Regions from separate parts of the Rattus norvegicus genome. Here region 1 is linked to region 2. The links are chromatin contacts, called in public Hi-C maps. All regions are on one chromosome and are shown on one strand. Each heading gives the region's core, a stretch centred on a gene start, on an enhancer-like site or on the middle of the called end of the contact. The rest is flanking DNA. Distances are from core to core; before and after follow the strand shown.

The links. A called contact is a pair of places that touch in the nucleus more often than the background predicts.
Region 1: a contact with region 2 is called in a Hi-C map of psoas muscle, with 1.9 times the contacts expected there. The contact joins the promoter of Vwa3b here to the enhancer-like site in region 2. A contact is called at or near these places in 2 of 12 Hi-C or Micro-C datasets (the Rat2 cell line and psoas muscle).

The regions. Positions count from the first base shown.
Region 1 is chr9:46,744,568-46,747,690 of GRCr8, forward strand. It overlaps Vwa3b (von Willebrand factor A domain containing 3B), which reads left to right and starts at 1,775. Exons shown (of 28, transcript NM_001419961.1): 1 at 1,775-1,888. The coding sequence starts at 1,861.
Region 2 is chr9:46,577,158-46,579,952 of GRCr8, forward strand. All of the region lies in intron 4 of Tmem131 (transmembrane protein 131), which reads right to left. Among named protein-coding and RNA genes, the nearest start is that of Tmem131, 80 kb to the right of the region's middle. Within about 2 kb of position 1,279, at least 14 of the 93 cell types and tissues checked have an H3K27ac peak or open chromatin away from gene starts, as enhancers often do.

The DNA.
Region 1 (3,123 bases), core at 525-3,024, 170 kb after region 2:
CCACCTCATGGGCGGAACACACACACACACACACACACACACGCACACACACACACACACACACACACGTATATATGTTTACAAAAACTCAAGGCCAGCTTTTCAATTTTAAAATATAAAACACAATTTAATATCCGAACACTGAAGCAAAACTTGGCTTATAGAATCTTTTTTTAAAAAAAGATTTATTTATTCGTGTACACAGTATTCTGCTTGCACGTCAGACGTCAGAAGAAGGTGCCAGATCTCATTGCAGATGGTTGTGAGCCACCATGTGGTTGTGGGATTTGAACTCAGGACCTCTGGAAGAGCAGTCAGTGCTCTTAACCGCTGAGCCATCTCTCCAGCCCTTATAGAATCTTTTATGAACAGATAGATCTTCATAAGTACATTTTTGCGTGAGTGCATGAAGAAAGGCAGATTTGCATTTTGAGTCATTTGTGTGATTGTAAGCCAAAACTAAATAAGCATTAAGTAGTGCGGTACAAAATTCCTATAGGAAAACTATCTGCAGATACACAAAAGCCACAGCTCTCGCCTTAAAGGGAATAAGAGAGTCTATTCTGGAGCCATTTTGAATGGCCATGGCAACACAGATTTAGTTTACCCCAAATCCCATGTTCCAACATGGAAGCAGTTTCATGAAGTATTTATAGCTTGGCAGAACAAAGAAAGTCATAAATCAAGGCAAATTTAAAATACCTTAGAGGGTACACCAGAGAGGTAGGTCCGGGGAGAGGGAGAGAGCTTTTCTACAGGTTCAAGATGCTGTGGGACATTCTTAGCCTTTGGATTGGTGGAGGCTAGTCGGCTGCTGAGTTAATAGAGTCTAAAAGAGTTCTATCTATTAGTCACAAGAAGTTCGGCCACTGAAGTGGGTAAGGAATGGCAGTCCCGGCGGGTTAAAACTGGCCCAAATAAGGTAATTAGCCTCCAGATAGGCAACGTTCCAACATCTCTTCAGAACGGAAATTCTTTTTTTTTTTTTTTAAGATTTATTTATTGTATGTATGTGAGCACACTGTAGCTGTCTTCAGACACACCAGAAGAGGGCATCGGATCCCATTACAGATGGTTGTGAGCCACCATGTGGTTGCTGGGAATTGAACTCAAGACCTCTGGAAGAGCAGTCAGCGTTCTTAACCACTGAGCCATCTATCTCTCCAGATCCAGAACTGAAATTCTAGTCAGTCAAAATCAGTAGCCACAGCAGTCGCTGACTGCAGACACAGTTTCCCTCTACCCTCCCCGCAGGAGTTTTCATTCACAATCTTTTTTGATCATGGCTGCTCTCGGTCCAAAGTTGCAATCTGGCAGAACTGTGAACGCTCATCTGACCACCCCTTCTAGCTGAGCACTTGTAACGAATCGCTCCAACTCCATGCAACGAATCCATCACTTTATAATACCGAAGGAGAAATCAAAACAAAAGGCGCGAACTAGGGTAATCTGCTGGAAGTAAAGCGAGAGAACAGACTTCCTTCGGTGGGCCAGTCTTCTGCTGCTTCTGCTCATCTGAGTATTTGTTAACCTAATTCTTAATATTTGCCACTGTCATCTGAGCCAGTGTTAGGAGCAGAGGACGAGCCTTAGGCTCCTTTCTTTTCGGTGGCCCCGGACGGTCCCAGTTGGTTCCGCAACACTAGCATCCCGCTCCCTCGCAGCCCCCAGCATCTCTTTACCCGCTCTGCGCTGGGCGCAGTGGTGGGCGGGGCCGGATCCCGAGCCATGCTGTGATTGGCGGTGTCTTAGCAACTGAGGCGATGTAGTTGTCAACAGAAACTGGACTCCTGCAACTCTGTGCCCGAGGCGGGGACCCTTCGCCAGCATCAGGGAGTCACAGCCTTGTCCAGCAGTGGGATGCTGGCCGCGCCCGCCTTCTGCTCTGGTTAGTGAGGCCCCGGAGGGTGGGAGGGTCGCTGACGCAGGCGAGCCGCCTAGCCCCGCAACTGACAGATTACTAAATTCCGGACACCGTCCTTCTAGCCCAGAACCTTCCAGCTTTGCAACTGGTTGTGTGGAAGAAGAAACAAGTTTGCAATTTCCGAGGTGGACCTCGCTTCTGCTGCGAAAGGGCAGAGGCCAGACCGCACCCACTTGAGAGCTGGAGTGTAGTCTAAGTCGTCGCCGACGCGTAGGAGCCCTTCTTACACAGAGGGTTTTCTCCATCACTCCTAGCAGAAGCTCGGCTCCCTAATGCCTGTCTATCCAGAGGCTAAAGGTAATCAGAGGATGTAGCACACTGATCGGTCTATTACAAACTTATCTCTTAGAAGCAACGATCAAAACTGGCAATCCAAACCCAAAGCCATCTTCTAGAGTGAAAAGTGTTTGCGACTTTTGAGTCTGGAGAAAAGAAAGCCTCTGCTTGCCTCTGGTTGGTCTTTGGGGGCGTTCACTTTCACTTTCTAGTATGGACTTTTAATTTCTTGGAGTCCTTTCTCATCTTCTTGGAAGCTCTCCTTTCCTTCTCAGCAATGACCTCACACCCCCACTCCCCCACCCCCATCCCCACGCGCCCAGTTTTCAATTCTCTGGTCTGTTCTCAACAGTGTGTCCCACAGACCATTTCAATCCCTTGACTCTGCCCACGTTTATCTGAGGCGATGATCTTAGCCTAGCTTTGCCTTTTAAGGACAGAAAGATTGGGGGTTGTTAAGAATTGTGACAGTATACATCAGAGAACATCCTCCCAGCTTCCTTTCTTCCCGGAAGAATCAGAGTTCAGAACTCCCACAAAATACTTCCCCAACTCCCACCCTCCGTACCCCTCCCTGCACAGATTTCTTCCTTCCTTCTTTCTTTCCTTCTTTCCTTCCTTTCCCTCTTTTTTTAGAAACTAGCATGATAAAAGAAAGTTTGGAGGTGTTGATCATAAGTTTACTAAGGATACAAACTGAATTAATAGTCTTAAGTGAGAGTCCAGGGCATGCAGGAACAATGATTGGGTAGCCCCGTGTGTGTGTGTGTGTGTGTGTGTGTGTGTGTGTGTGTGTGTGTGTGTGTGTTTATTCCCCAACTGGCTTCAGGATGAGAGTCCTCCTGCCTCAGTTTCCTAAGTGTTAAGATTATAGGTCTTAACTATCATCATCTTCCTACTTTCCCAGGAGCTTTTGCCTGTCC
Region 2 (2,795 bases), core at 29-2,528:
TATATGTCTGTGAATTTTAAGATAAGGTTATCAATTTTACACAAAAGGACAGATGAAATTCTGATGAAGGACATATTCAATCTGCCATCTTAATTCTTGCATCCAACACACTAAGGAATGAGATGTCTGTTTACTTAGTGTTTAATTTCTCTTGTCATGGTTCTTAGGTTTTTTGTATGTCTTACTGTTCCTGTCAAAAGTTTGCGTTTAGGAGTTCTGTTCCCTTCGATGCTATTGTAAATGGACTTTGCCCATCCCCCACCCGGCTTTTGGCCAGGGTCTTTACTTAGTGCAGACCTCAGCCTCGAACTCATGCTCCCACCTCAGTGTTGAGCGACAGGCACCTGTTACCACTTCTGGCTGAAACTGTTTCTCTCTTTAAAAAAAAGATTATTCACTGCTTCTGGACAAAAATATAGTTATTTTTGTATGTTGAACTTTATTGAGCTTGCTACTTCTAGTAGCCTTAATATATTATATTTAGAGTGGGTATCAGGTCTATGGAGTAGGGAACACTTCCAAGTGGAGATGCTGGCTTCTTTTTCCATCTGCGTGCCAACAGCTTATTTTTCCCCTTCCTTATTGCCTGAATCAGAAGAATAAGATACAGAATGATTCCTATGGAAGCATACTGCATACCTCTCTTACATTCATGCATGATCTTATGGACCCCCTACCTACTGCTGAGGTCTGTGGGCACGTAGTGGAGGACTTCTGAGCCTATATATAGAAGGATGCTTCTGTGAAGTGTGTATTTATTTCCCAACAGAATCTTTGGCTTGGAGTCAGGGTGACACACCATACAGACCACACGAGAAGGGCCCTGTTTCTGTTGTTTGTGCCCCAGCCTGCTTTCAGGAAGCTGTCTTGACTGATTCATGCTGTTTGGCTTTTTCATACATGTACTCAAAATTCTTGTGTTTTTATTTTTGACTCTATTCAGACTTTCTACTTATTTACTTATCTTTGTAAGTAGAACAAGAGAGAAATAAACACATTCCTTGTATCTTGAAAGATACGCAGCACCACATATACTTTCTCTTAAAAATCCCGTTGTCCCTGTACAACTCAGAAAGACTGCAGGCTAAGTGGCTCTTGTCAGTTCCCCTGTGCTTCTGCTCTTGTCTGACTGTGGCACAAGCAGTCTCATCTAAGAGAAAGAGACGGTGAAGATGGACAGGCACTTCACAGTCTCCTTCAAACAGGGCTGTGGATGGCCTGCTACACAAGGGATCAGCAGACAAGTGTGGAGGTCCGAGTCTGGGAGTGACCAGGAGTGACTCACAATCGGCTGGGCCTGCCTCTTCTTGAGGCACTGAGGAGGAAATGTCCTGAACCGCCCTGAGTAGAGATAGGTCCTTGGGGAGAGAAGGGTTCTGGGAGCAGGAGTGATGAGGATAGACAAGATGGTGGGAGGCACCAGCAGGCTGCTACAGCTGTGCATATTCACACAATGCAGAGGCTTCCATTGTAGGAAGGGCCTTCCCCGCCCAGCCTGCCCTTTCCTCTCTTGGTCCAGAGTTCCCTGCATCACCTCTCCTTCTCTATGCTGCATTACTACCACAAGCTCACTAGTTAAAGGTAACACCCATTCATTACCATAGGACTTTTTTAAGACTGGCTGGTTTATCTGCTCAAAGTGTTACAAGGCTTTCTGCAAATTCTTCCGCAGGCTGGGTTCTTGTGCTGAACTCAAAAGTCCTCAGCTAAATGCTTTTAGTTGGTTGGTCGGACTCATGCTACTCTAAGCCTCTTGCCATACAGACCCTCTACTTCCAAAACCAGCAAAAAGAAACCTTGCTCCAAGTTCCTCTCCTACTTCAAATGTCCAACATTTCTGCTCCTCATTCTAAAGTCAGCCTTCGAAGGCTTTGGGACTAGGTCCAGTCCACACAGATAGCTCTCCATTTTAGGGGTCATAGGATTTAGAACCTTGGTTACTGTCTCATCTGGATTAGTGCTTGTAAAGCCAGGAGGTGTGTATATGTGTATTAGAACCTGGGAATTCTCCCAATCATCTGACAGTTCTGTCTACCACAAGCAGCATGTGTGATCTGCCTGGCTAGACAAGTTGAATTTAAAAATAAAGTTAAACAACTATCCAGTCCCTTGCCAGTGCTGGTCCTGTTTGTTTCCATTACTGGCTGCTCCAAACAGAGGAGTCAGAGAACAGTGGAAGAGTTATGGATGAACATAGACAGAGCAGTCGACATCTCTGTTCTCTGTGCTGCAAGACCGTACTGCCCAGATTCTAGACTGTCAGGACTCTAGAGGAGTCCAAGGTTCCAAAGAATTGGGAGGAGCTGGGAGAGTACGCTGCAATCCTGTGGCTGTGCCAGGGGTGCGTTTCCTCTATCATAGTGAGAAGATCCTGCAACTGCAGGAAACAGCTGCAGAAATGGTTTCCCAAATGCCCCTGGACAAAACTTCTGAATGAAAAAACAGCGTTCTGTTGAGCAGCCTCGGGCAGGAAGCTGGGCCAAATCAACATCAGCACTTTGTACAGCTCAGTCACCGCAAAGTCCCACGGCTCTCACAAACTGGTGTCATGAAAGCCAGCATGGAAGAATTAGAAGTGAAGGCCACAAGACACTAAACAACTCTTGGGAAAGGAGCCCCTTAATTTCCTTAGAATACCAGAAGGTGACGAGGGACAAAGACACACACTTCACATGCTGACTTCAAACTGAAGATTTGAAGCCAATTTTTCTGGACCTAATAATTATACAAACCAAAGAATTCAGTGAACCAAATTTCTACCCCAAACGTCCTTTACTGTTTGCAAAAAAATGTCT